Regions from separate parts of the Mus musculus genome. Here region 1 is linked to region 2. The links are chromatin contacts, called in public HiCAR-type maps. All regions are on one chromosome and are shown on one strand. The core of a region is the stretch at or near the end of the contact, and the rest is flanking DNA. Distances in the headings are between cores, read along the strand shown. Region 1 has its middle 10 kb from the start of Gm22815. Region 2 overlaps Arhgap42 (Rho GTPase activating protein 42).

What was found. HiCAR-type assays count read pairs that join an accessible place to other places.
Region 1: a HiCAR-type map of embryonic stem cells shows a contact between it and region 2, with 4 times the contacts expected there. The contact joins two enhancer-like sites. A contact is called at or near these places in 1 of 39 promoter capture datasets (liver), 2 of 115 datasets of contacts at active chromatin or transcription factors (both in embryonic stem cells) and 1 of 9 other capture datasets (embryonic stem cells).

What each region holds. Positions count from the first base shown.
Region 1 is chr9:9,308,320-9,314,575 of GRCm38.p6, forward strand. No RefSeq gene overlaps it. Among named protein-coding and RNA genes, the nearest start is that of Gm22815, 10 kb to the left of the region's middle. Within about 2 kb of position 3,527, at least 31 of the 459 cell types and tissues checked have an H3K27ac peak or open chromatin away from gene starts, as enhancers often do. A contact at or near this core is called in embryonic stem cells, where this site is marked.
Region 2 is chr9:9,023,402-9,029,274 of GRCm38.p6, forward strand. The region is part of intron 12 of Arhgap42 (Rho GTPase activating protein 42); the gene reads right to left. Among named protein-coding and RNA genes, the nearest start is that of Pgr, 130 kb to the left of the region's middle. Within about 2 kb of position 4,295, at least 24 of the 459 cell types and tissues checked have an H3K27ac peak or open chromatin away from gene starts, as enhancers often do. A contact at or near this core is called in embryonic stem cells, where this site is marked.

The DNA.
Region 1 (6,256 bases), core at 2,277-4,776, 280 kb after region 2:
TGGCATAACCAATTCCTTGAAGGTGAGTAAGTGTATCAGACAAAGGCCAAGTTGAAGGCCAATCTTGTCCTCTAATAATTTTTAGATAAGCTCCAGTATCTATTAATCCTTCAAAGCTTTTTCCTTCAATTATCAATTTAAGGTTAGGTCTCTGATTAGTAATAGATTGAACCCAATACACATCAGAGGAACCAAAGCCACTTTGTCCTCTCTCATTCTTAACAAATCTGGATGGTAGCAGATGTAAAGGAACTAAGACAAGTTGAACAATTCTTTGATTAGCAGGTACAGTTATAATACCATGAGGGAAAGCAGCCATGATTTTAATCTCTCCCTGTGGGAAGCCGCAAACGCCATTACAAGATGGCGCTGGTTTCTATAAGCCAACGCCCATGAATATGAGTAAACAACCAATGTGCGCATGTGCATAAGAGTTTTTTGCCAAGTCACTGCCTGGCCCGAGGCATATTAATGAGGTACTGGTAGCATAACCAATCAGGTATGGTCACATCACTCCTAGGCCTATATAAGCAGCGCCATTTCTGGGGCTTGGGGTCTTTTTCGCCTATGCAGTCAATGCTCTCCCAATAAACGTGTTGCAGAAGGATCCTACTGTGGCGTCTTTCTTGCTGGCAAGTCAGGCGTTCCACATCTCCCTCATAATCATTATCTATAACACCTGGATAAATCTGCAGACCTTTTACAATAGAACTGCTTCGTCCTAAAAGAAATCCACAAGTTTCTGCCGGTAGAAGTCCAAAAACTCCTGTAGGTAGAATTTGAACTCCCATTTCTGGAGTCAATCCTGTGTGGGTGGTGGGACAGAGGTCCAATCCTTCACTTCCTGGGGTTGCCCTGACAAGTTCAAAAACAGATTTTTTTTTTTTTTTTTTTTTTGGGCTGGGCAGCAGCTTCATGGCCCCATAAGCTGCTTGCTGAGGCTGGACCTTCCTCTTGTTTCACAGCAAGAGAAAACCTTGAATGCCTGTCTTGGATTTACATTCCCTAGCCCAATGGTTGCCCTTCCTGCATCGAGGACAAACTCCTGGAGCATGGCCTGCTTCCCCACTCTCTGCACCTCTACCCTTAGGACAATGGTTTTTAAAATGACGCAAAGTTCCACACTTAAAACATGCATTATTCCCTCGTTTCTGTGTAAGCATTGCTTGCACAGTGGTTCCTTGCAAAGCACTGGCCAAGGCCAAACCCTGATTATATGACAGCCCAATCTCTGCACAAAGCCAGATATATCCCGCTAAGTCTGTCTGTCCTTTGTGAGGCCGAATAGCGGAGTGACCTGCTGCGTTAGCATTCTCATAAGCCAATTGCATAATGAAAGGAATTCCCATTTGAGAATCTCCAAGAATTCTACTAGCTGCTTTCAATAGCCTATCCACAAAGTCCTGGTAAAGCTCATCAGGACCCTGCTAAATGCTGGCTAAACTTCTACCAAGATCCCCTTTAGTTGGTAACTGATTCCAAGCGTGGCGAGCAGCCATAGCAACCTGCGTGTACAGTGTACACTCCAAAAGGAAACCTAATCTGATTAGCATTGCCTTCATATTGACCTTCTCCTAAAAGCATGTTAACATCCCAGTCTGGATTACCTGTCTGAGCATTCAAAGTGGCAGTTCTCTTACTGGCTTCTTGCCATTCGGAATTCCAAAGCAAGACATCTCCTCCTGACAGAGTAGCCTTATATAGAGTCTTCCAATCTTGGGGGGTTAAATGTGACTCCATGACAGTATCCAATAATGTTTGTGTGAAAGGACATGTAGGGCCATATTGTGCAACAGCTGATTTTAACTCCTTTATCACCTTGAACTCCAAAATCTGGTATTGTCTGATGCTATTATCTTGATGATCAATTATCTCAACTATAAGAAAGTATCTTGCTCTTTCCCAAGAGCCTGACCCACAGCTCTTTCTAGCGGAGACTGATACATTTCAGAATAGCTGTTCTTCCCTGTATTTGACACCTTTTTTTAGCTCCCGAAGCTCATTAGTCAATTTCTGCAACTTGATTTCAAACTCTAATTTACTTAGTTGCCTATCCATATGAGTAGCATCTCCTATAGTAGAGGCCATAGGTGGAGCAGGAGGTTCGCAAGGAGGCCAATCCTCACCAAAATATTTGGCGGCTCCTTTTTCTGAATAATCTTCCTTGTCTAATGTTCGCTCATCATCAGAATCTCTGTATTTTTCTAATTTAGGGTTGAGAGGGCCTTCTTCTGAGAAAGTCCTCTCTGGCAGGCATTCCTCCCCGAGATTCTTCAAACTCTGCCTGGGTACTATCTGATGCCTTCGAGGTTTCTTCATCAGTAGCATAAGAGCCCCCAGAGGTAGAGGGTGAAATTATCTGCCTGGGTGTTTCTCAGAGCTTCTCCAATTCTCTCCCAGGTTCTCTTATCTAAGGTTTTTTTCTTTTCTGAACCATGGGCAGCAAGAATCTTTCTGATCTGAGAAATCTTCTAACAAATGTTTTTCAAACCCTACTCCTCTTGCCTGAAGCAGCTCTTGGAGGCTGTGGATAAATGCCTGTTCAGAATTTTCTGATCCCATTTTCCGCTGACCACCCCTAAGTGGAATCAGTGCCGGGTCAACACTGTCCCAAGTTAGCCCATATCCTATCACACCTACAGCAACAATTTAAAAAAGAATAAGTTTAAAGCCAGCGCTAGCATGAATACCTGTTGCTCATTGTGCTCGATACGATCTTCTTATTCTTCCCTTCTCGTGGAGCTCCACATAAGATAGTGTTCCCTCAGTCTGTCCCGCTGCGTTCAGGCCCCACATTCTGGGTGCCACCTGTAGCCACCTGTGACCACATGAACTGGGCTCCCCTGAAAGGCAGGCTGGGGCTGAAAGAGATCAGACGACGAGAAAAGAAAGAGGCCAAGACAAACCTTTCTGTTCAAAGCCTCTGAAGTTTACTGAGAGTCCATGCTTATAAAGAGGGTAGGCCCATCCCCCGCCAGCACAATCTTGGTGCCTGGAGCCAGCCTGTAGGTGATCTACAGGGTGTGTCTCTGGAATGTCTCAAGGACCTTTCAGCAGGAAGCAGAGTCTTGGAGAAGAGCAAATAGAGCCATCAAGATGAGAAGGCTCTACCCTAGGTAATCTGCTTCTTAGTGGCAGCAAGGTCAAAGTCTGGATCAGCCTGCTTCAAGGGTGAGGGAGGCTACAAAACCCTGTCTCAAAAAATGTAACTATGCTTACCATACTCAGTTGTGTTTTCCCATAATTATACAGTGATTGTGGAAAAGTTTTATGCTATGTATATTTCAGTTATTACTACCAAAATTAGTTTTAAAACAATGTAGTACATGAAACTCAGCAATTTCCTTTCTAAGTACGTTTAAATTTTTATATCACCATCATCATCTTCTTCATCATCCTCATCATGTACATGCACACAGGCACATGTGCACATGCCATGATTTGTGTGTGGACAGTCCATGGGAATTACTACTCTTTCAGCTTGGCATCTGGGAGAACTCAGGCCACCAGGACTCCATAGCCAATGTTTTAGCTCCTGAGCTGTCCCACTGCTCTGAAAAGACCTTCCTGTTCTTCAGTTTCCCTCTGCAGAGGCAGCTGCATTTTATTTTCTTCTGGTATTTAACTTTGTATGTCTAAACAAGTGTCTGCCTTTCTTTCTTCCATTTCCCCTGTCTTTCCCCCCCCCCCCGCCCCTCCCCCCATCTTCCTGAAATAGGATCTTACTGAGTATCTGCAGCTGGTATTGACCTTTGGGACTTTCTATTTAGACCAGGCTGTGCTCTCTCTTCCTTCCTCCCTTTCCCTCTCTCTATCCATGTCCCTCCCCCTTTCCTTTTCACCTCTGCCCTCCCCCTCCTCCATCTCTTTCAGACTCTCATTCAAAGTTCTCTAATTATCCATTTCCCCTTTTTGACACAAGAGCACTTGGCTTAAAGTGTGCTCATCTGAATTCCCTAACTTTCCAATATTTTTCTGTGTTTCTCTTCTGCCAGATCCATGCATTTTAATAAACCCCTGAACATGTTGAAACTTGAATTCTGTGTCATGTGTTCTTAAAGTGGCATTTAGCTCCAGTCACTCACTGAGTGGACAGTCACATCCTTTGTTTTCTTTCTGGTACTCTTCTCCCATGTTCAGCTGCCACACTATTCTGAGGTCTGACAGCATGCCACACTCTGTCAGCTCTCCCTCATGGCTGGATTACAGACTACATATTCACAGTGGCTGGCTCTGGCTGGGGGCCTGCTTCCAGCAGACAGAGCTTCTGAAGTCTGACCCAGCAGCAGCCTATGGCTTTGACCCATCCTCTCCTGGAGACACCTGATGCCATAATCTACATGCCAGAATGAGTCGCCACAGTTGATAGAATAAAGGACAATTTCACTATGTCATTTATGCCTTACAGTTGTGTTTATTGCTTCTTCAGCCCTCAGAGCTCTACTGCATCCTGACTTCCCTTTGGGCTGTGACCCCAAGTCTTACACGCGTTCGCGCGACCGGCCAGGAAGAACGCAGCAAACCGGAATCTTCTGCGGCAAAGCTTTATTGCTTACATCTTCAGGAGCAAGAGTGCAAGAGAGCAAGAGCTCTATTGCTTACATCTTTAGGAGCCAGAGCGCAAGAGCGCAAGAGCGCAAGAGAGCAAGAGAGCAAGAGCTTTATTGCTTACATCTTCAGGAGCAAGAAGCAAGAGCCAGAGCAAGAGCTCTATTGCTTACATCTTTAGGAGCCAGAGCGCAAGAGAGCAAGAGCCAGAGCAAGAGCAAAAGCAAGAGAGAGAATGGCGAAACCCCGTCCCCTTTAAGGAGAATTATCCTCCGCCTAGGACGTATTACTCCCTGATTGGCTGCAGCCCATCGGCCGAGTTGTCGTCACGGGGAAGGCAGAGCACATGTAGTGGAAAACTACCCTTGGCACATGCGCAGATTATTTGTTTACCACTTAGAACACAGGATGTCAGCACCATCTTGTAACGGCGAATGTGAGGGCGGCTCCCCACACCCAAGGTTCTGAAATGGCTCATACACATGACTTCCTATAGTTAGAACAGAGCAACCCTTGATAAGAAGCTAAAATAAGTCAAAACACCCTTTCTGCAGAGAGCCAGATTCAGAGGTGAGCGGGATTCCTACAGGAAGAGGCAAGGAAGAGGAAAACTAGGTGCTAACTAGGACAGGAAGTGGAACGAATTCTGTGTTAACACGAATTGTCCTGTGCTATATAATCTTCAGCTTCGTTTTGTTTTGTTTTTCAAACACAGTTGCCATGATAACCCCTGTCACTCTTTTCTTTACAGAGTTTCTACAAAGGACAACTGAACTGCTCTGCAGGATCTCCAGGTATAGGGGAGCACTTGGGAGGCCAGGAATTCATGGTCATTCTTGGATATATGGTGAATGCAAGTTTAGCCTGGGCTCCACTAGACATTGTCAAAAAACAGCAGCAGCAACAACAACAACAACAGCAACAACAAAATCAGCCAAACAGAAAACAAACAAAAGAAACAACCAAAACCAAACTAAACCAACCAACCAACCAAAACAAACAAACAAGCAAACAAACCAACACAAAACCAAAACCAAAAAGGGAAAGAGGAGACCATATATTAATATGTAAAAGTATTGTAGTAGGTATGAATCTCAGCCTCAAATGTTAGGGTAAAGGGCAATATAGTCAACTTTTAAAATTGCATATATGTATGTCTGTGTGCATGTGTGGGCTTGAATGCCACAGCACAGGTATGAAGGGCAGAGTTCAGTCTCGCGTTCAACATGTAGCTCTTGGGGATTGAACTCAGATTGTCTGTCTGGAGGCAATCTCTTTTACTCACCGAACCATCTTGCCCACTCTCAATATAATGAAATATTGAAAGCCTAATTATCTCTAATAAAAACTTGATTTCAATCAGTTTAGAGTCTTCCTTTCTCTTCTTCCTTAATTACAGCTGGCTCCTTAAGACTTAAATCATGAGATGAGTTAGTATTCCACGTTTGGTTAACTTAACAAATCTGAAGATTGACCATATGCAAGAGAGCTCTTTTTATCACTGACACTAGTAATGATATTCTGTTATGTTTTCAGATAGGATTCTAGCATAACTGTCCTCCGAGAAGCTCCACCTAGCAGTGCATGGAAACAGATTCAGAGACCCACAGTCAAGCAATAGGCAGAGGTCAGAGAGTCTGCTGGAAGAGTTGGGGAAAGGATTGAGGAATCTGAAGTGGATAGGAACTTAACAAGAAGACCAACAGTG
Region 2 (5,873 bases), core at 3,045-5,544:
ACGTTCAACATCGTTAGTCATCAGAAATGCAAATCAAAACAACCCTGAGATTCTTCCCCACACCAGTCAGAATGGCTAAGATGAAAATCTCAGGTGACAGCAAATGCTGCCAAAGATGTGGATTAAGAGGAACACTCCTCCATTGCTGGTGGGATTGCAAGCTGGTACAAATACTCTGGAAATCAGTCTGGCAGTTCCTTAGAGAATTGGACCTGAGGACCCAGCTATCCCACTCCTCGGCATATACCCAGAAGATGCTCCTACATGTAATAAGGACACATGCTCCACTATATTCATAGCAGGCATATTTATAATAGCCAGAAGCTAGAAACAACCCAGGTGTCCCTCAACAGAGTAGCAGATACAGAAAATGTGATACATTTACAGAATGGAATACTCCTCAGCTATTAAAAACGATGACATTATTAAATTTGCAGGCAAGTGGATGGAACTTGAGAATATCATCCTGGGTGAGGTGACTCAGTCACAAATAAATAAACATGATACATACTCACTAATAAGTGGATATTAGCCCAAAAGTTGGGAATACTCAAGATTAAATCACAGACCATATGTAGAGTAAGAATAAGACCAAAATGTGCATTCTTTAGTGCTTTTTAGAAGGGTGAACAAAATACTCACTGTCTCATATGGAGACAGTGTGTGGAGCAGAGACTGAAGGAAAGGCCATCCAGAGACTGCTCCAAGTAGGGATCCATCCTAAGTATAGCCACCAAACCCAGATGTTATTGTGGACACCAGGAAGTGCTTGCTGATGGGAGCCTGGTATGGCTGTTTCCTGAGAGACTCTGCCAAAACCTGACAAATACAGAGGCAGATGCTTGCAGCCAACCATTGATTGGACTGAGGACAGGAATCCCAGATGGAGGAGTTGGAGAAGGGACTGAAGGAACTGAGAGAGTTTGCAGCCCCATAGAGGGAGCAACAATGTTAACAATCCAGAGCCCCCTCCCGGAGCTCTTGGGGACTGGACCAACAACCAAAGAATACACGTGGAGCTACCAATGACACTGGCCACATATGTGGCAGAAAATAGCCTTGTTGGACATTAGTGTGAGGAGAGGCCCTTGTGCCTGAAGGTGTTTGATGCCCCAGTGTAGGGTAATGCCAGGGCAGGAGGACGGGAGTGTATGGGGGAGCACCCTTATAGAGGCAGGGGGAGGTAGGATAGGAAAAGGGGTTTCTGAAGGGGAGATCTGGAAAGGGGAAAATATTTGAAATGTAAATAAAGAAAATTTCCAATAGAAGAAAAGCATTCATTCATTCAAAAAAAAAAAAAAAAAGATGTGAATAGTGGCAATGGGCAGACACAACTGTCATCCCAGCACTACAAAGCAGAGGAGGATGGAGAATGCAGAGGTTAAGGCCAGCTTGGGCTACACAATGAGACTGTGTTAAACCCAAAACTAACAGCGACAATAAAAGACAACAGAAACAAAAGGGTCCTTCGAGGTGAGAGGATGGAAAGCAGAAGATGTAGTCAAATCCAGATGAGAAAGGAAGATGATGTGTACCCTTCCAATTAAAACTCATGTCACTAGGAGTTAGGGAGATGAGTCAGTAGGTAAAAGTGCTTGCCACATAAGCATGGTAACTAGCATTCAGATACCCAGCAGGCCACAAAAATACAAAAAAATAAAACAACAACAAAAAATACCCTCCTAGGTGGACATGGTGGCTCAGCCATAATTCCAAACCCAGAAAGCAGAGACAGAGGACCCCACCCCCACCCCCAGCTACGCGGGCTGGTGAGACTAGCCCTAGGTGAGCTCTGGATTTGCCTGAGAGACTTCCACTCAGTGTATAATGTGAAAGAACAATGGTAGATGACTTTAGACACCAGTCTTAGACCACCCCATTGGCACACAAGTACACACACATAAGTGTGAGTGCACACACACACACACACACACACACACACACAAAGGGAAAAAATACATATAAACACAAAGATGCAAAGCCATGTAAAAGCATTCATAGACTTGCCCATACACAACATATAATGAAACTGGTAAAAAGAGAATAAAATGTTTGTTAGTTGACATGGTTTTAATCTCTTTTACAAACTTAGTATAAAAATCTCACTTTATAGGACTGCTAAAGGATGAATTAAAAAAAAACACTTTAAAAGCTACAAAAATGATGTTTTAAGTAAAGTAAGTGATGTGGGGTGTTGGCTTTGTGCTCACACCTGTTGCTGACTGCAGTTTAAAGTAAGCCCCTGTGTATATATGGATACGTCAGGCCTTCCTTATTCTTTGGGTATGTCTGAAACAACTACAGCTTGAGGAAGTGTCAACCAGTAGTGTCCTTGTTTAAAAAGGAATGCCATATTACTTAAAAGCACGCACACACACACACACACACACACACACACACACAAACAAACAAAAAAGAGCAAACTGAAGCCAGAGCAATGCTTTGTTTCTTTGAATAGACATAGCTCAAGCATTTAGAGGGGGAAGCCTTGTGATCCTAGGAGGCAGCTGAGAATATTAAGAAATGTTCCTACAGGTTTATTGTGCTTCAATAAATCACAAGGATTAAATGCAATACACCACTGAACTGAAAAGACTGTGCACACTGTAGCTACTGTTTACATATGTTCACTGCTTTGTCCTTCATGCAGGAAGACCATATTTCTTAGAATCTTGAAGACTAGTTATCATTATAGAATCAATGCTATCCAATGCGATGGAATGAAAATGATTCTATGTCACTTCCCAGGAGACCAAGGTTATTGCAATTGGCATAAGATCAGCCTGATACAGAAGGAGGTTACTCTCTGAACTCCCAAATCACTGAGGTCCTATGTGGACATACACTATGAACCAGAAAAGAACTTTTGCTGCTGCAAGCCTCTGCGATCTGCCAATCAGTGATCAGCTGTCACCACAGCCTGGCCTGGCCTTCTCTCATTTAATTATGTGTAATTTAAGCAATTTTTGCTGTGACAACACGGACTCAAGAAAATAAATTCAAGCCAACAAAATTCATAGTCTTAATGAGAATAATATGCCCCCTTTGCATCATCTCATGTCAGCTCACATTCCCAAAGGTCTGTTGAACAATGCCTCCACTACAGTGCTTCAACATTCACTGCTATGGTGGAGAAAAGGGGGGCATATGGTTAATGTAGTTTGTCTCCAGTTGACTTGTAAAATATAGCCTTGGAAAATGTCAAATTTTAGGACATTTGTGTGATGCAAAATGAGCAATATTCTAAAGCCAGGAGAGGGTTATTATATTGCTTTCATTAGTGCTAAGAAAAATTCAACTAAAGATGTTGGTTTTAATGGCTGAAAAATAGAAACCGCTTACTCTTAATTACAGAAAAGATAGCCACGGAAAGTTTCATTAATATGTTAAATGACACCATTAAAAGGGGTGTGCATGAGCTGGGGAGATGGCATGAGGAAAGCTCTTACCATGCAAGCTTGAAGTTAAACCTGAGGAACCTACATGAGGCTAGACTTGGGAGATGAAACTGCCCTCCTAGCACTCAGACAATAGATGGGAGTCACAGAAAAGAGATCCCCTGGAAGCCCAGAGCTGGGTAGCATGGTGTGCTCAGCTGCAAACAGGAGGCCTTGTCGTTATTAAAGTAGACAGTAAGGACCAACAGAGAGGTTGTTCTCTGAGCTGCACACAATGCTATGGCAAGGGGGTCCCCATAGTTACATACACACAGATAGTGAGTGTTTCTCTTAGCTCTACTATGGCAGAAGACAAAGTATTCTTGGCATGGGGTAGAAAGAAAGGGAACTCATCTTACGTGGTAGAAACATGGAGTTCTGGATGGGGGCTATGTCTACTTCAGAACAGTCAACCAAGAAGAGCAACCGAATGCTGTTCCTTTGGTCCCCTTTCTCCACCATGCCTGAAACTGAGCAAGCTTCTTCCGTGGCTTCCTCGAGGGGTTAAGTGGATCAGCTAACCATCTATAAACTCTCTGGAGACTGTTCTGTGCCCCACCCCTACTTCTCCCTGTTTTGAGGAAGACCAGAAGAATACTGAGAGCCCACCTGCCACCAAATTCCCAGACACTGAAATCCTATAGTACTAATGGCATCTGGTCTGAAGACAAACTACTTAATAAAGTTGAGTTACTCAGTCAAAAGTTAAGTGTAAGCATTTTTTCCCTGTTGGAAACTGTTCAGGGCCAAAGCTTTTATTAAAATCCAACTAAAGTTTCCATGAGGCTGTTTAGCATCACAAAAGCTATGAATCTCGACAGAGTTCCAACAGCGGTGAGGCAAGAACTGCTTTCTGCAGCTAAAGAGGCTTTGTTCTTTCAACTTCCTCCCGACTCAAAACCCAGCTCTCCCTTCCCCCACGTGATCCTGGTGGTCTCACCGCACCTCCCTGGGGCTGCCAGGAAAAAACAATGCTTGTCTTTAATCTCTCACTCACATTTCTAATCTGGCATTCTGATTAAAACTTACAGATATCCAACGTCATGCCATATGTGTTTTTGGAGGGAAAAAGGAGACAAGAACACATTTATCTTGAGATACCCTCAGGACCTTTCTCTTCTTCCTTAAGGACCCATGTAACATGTGTAAGCTAGAACTCTCTTTGGTGGGAGTAAAACTGCATTTGACCTTTGAACATACAGAGCTTTGTCCCTGTGGGAGGGTAAAATGATGGCCCAAGCTACCTAGGACACCTGGAAAATCCCAGTGACAAACTATTCAAGCAAGGCTCAGGAGGAAGACTGTGCACTGACAGCGGCTGTTTAGAATATGAAGAGAAAGGATAATGTCTGTTTCACACTAGGAAGACCACACGCCAAGGCACACGTGAAGAAAGTCATCTAGACAATGGTTAAATGTTAAAGCCCTTCAGGAACTTTAAGAGTGTAGACCCCACACAAACATCCACTGAGATGCATGCACACACCCCCCCCACACCCCCCCCCCCCCCCCCCCGTTATCCACCCAGGAGTAAAGCAGAAAAATGTAGAAAGGACCACACAGGAGAATGTGAATTAAATACTTTGGCTTACAGAATTGCTACTTCATCTAGATCCAGGGGTGAAGGACCTGCTAAAGTCCCCCACAAAATATGCCACCTGAGGAGCAACAGGCTTAAGGTGGCAGCAGAGAACAACGGTGATACACTGATTGCCTTTTTCTTTGTTAAGGGCCAAGACAGAGGTGCTCAGCTATGACTACTAGTCAAGAAAGATGATTTTGTTTTCCTGAAAAAGGAGTTCAGATGACAGAATTATGGCATTTTCCTAGTGAGGTTCTATCTCAATGGCCCCATTTGAGGAGAAGTCCCATTCTCATTTCAACTAGGCAGCATCTGTTTAACAATAAGGATAGCTACTTTCAAAAAATAAAATAATTAATGATGTTTTACAGTCTCCAGAAGAACATATTAATTATGTCTCATAACCAAATAGACATACATTCAATATCCTGGCCAGTTTTTTCTGGGGTTCTTGTTTCATTTCTCACATGGAGGTTTGCCCTGAGAATGACCAAACTTTCCTTTTCTAATGAGTTACGCAGCTTTACTTATAGCACAGAGAGCAAGTACTGAATCAAGTGTGACAGCAAAGCAAGGGACTTCTTCCTGCTCAGACTGTAGAGGTCTTTTGGCTGCACCAGAACACCATAGCCCCATTCTCTTCTCTATGGCATAACAGCCTTGTTGAGAACACTCCGTCGTCCTTACTGTTTGTTTTCATAATACTGTGTGGAATTAGAAGTTAAGGGTTTTCCCTCAGGTTGTGTTTGAAGGGATGGACCAAGCTGAGGGGGAAAGACACCATCAAGGATCATGTTCAGAACTCACATGCTCTTTCTATGGCTTTCTTGTTTTTTCTGTCAGGAAATGTGACT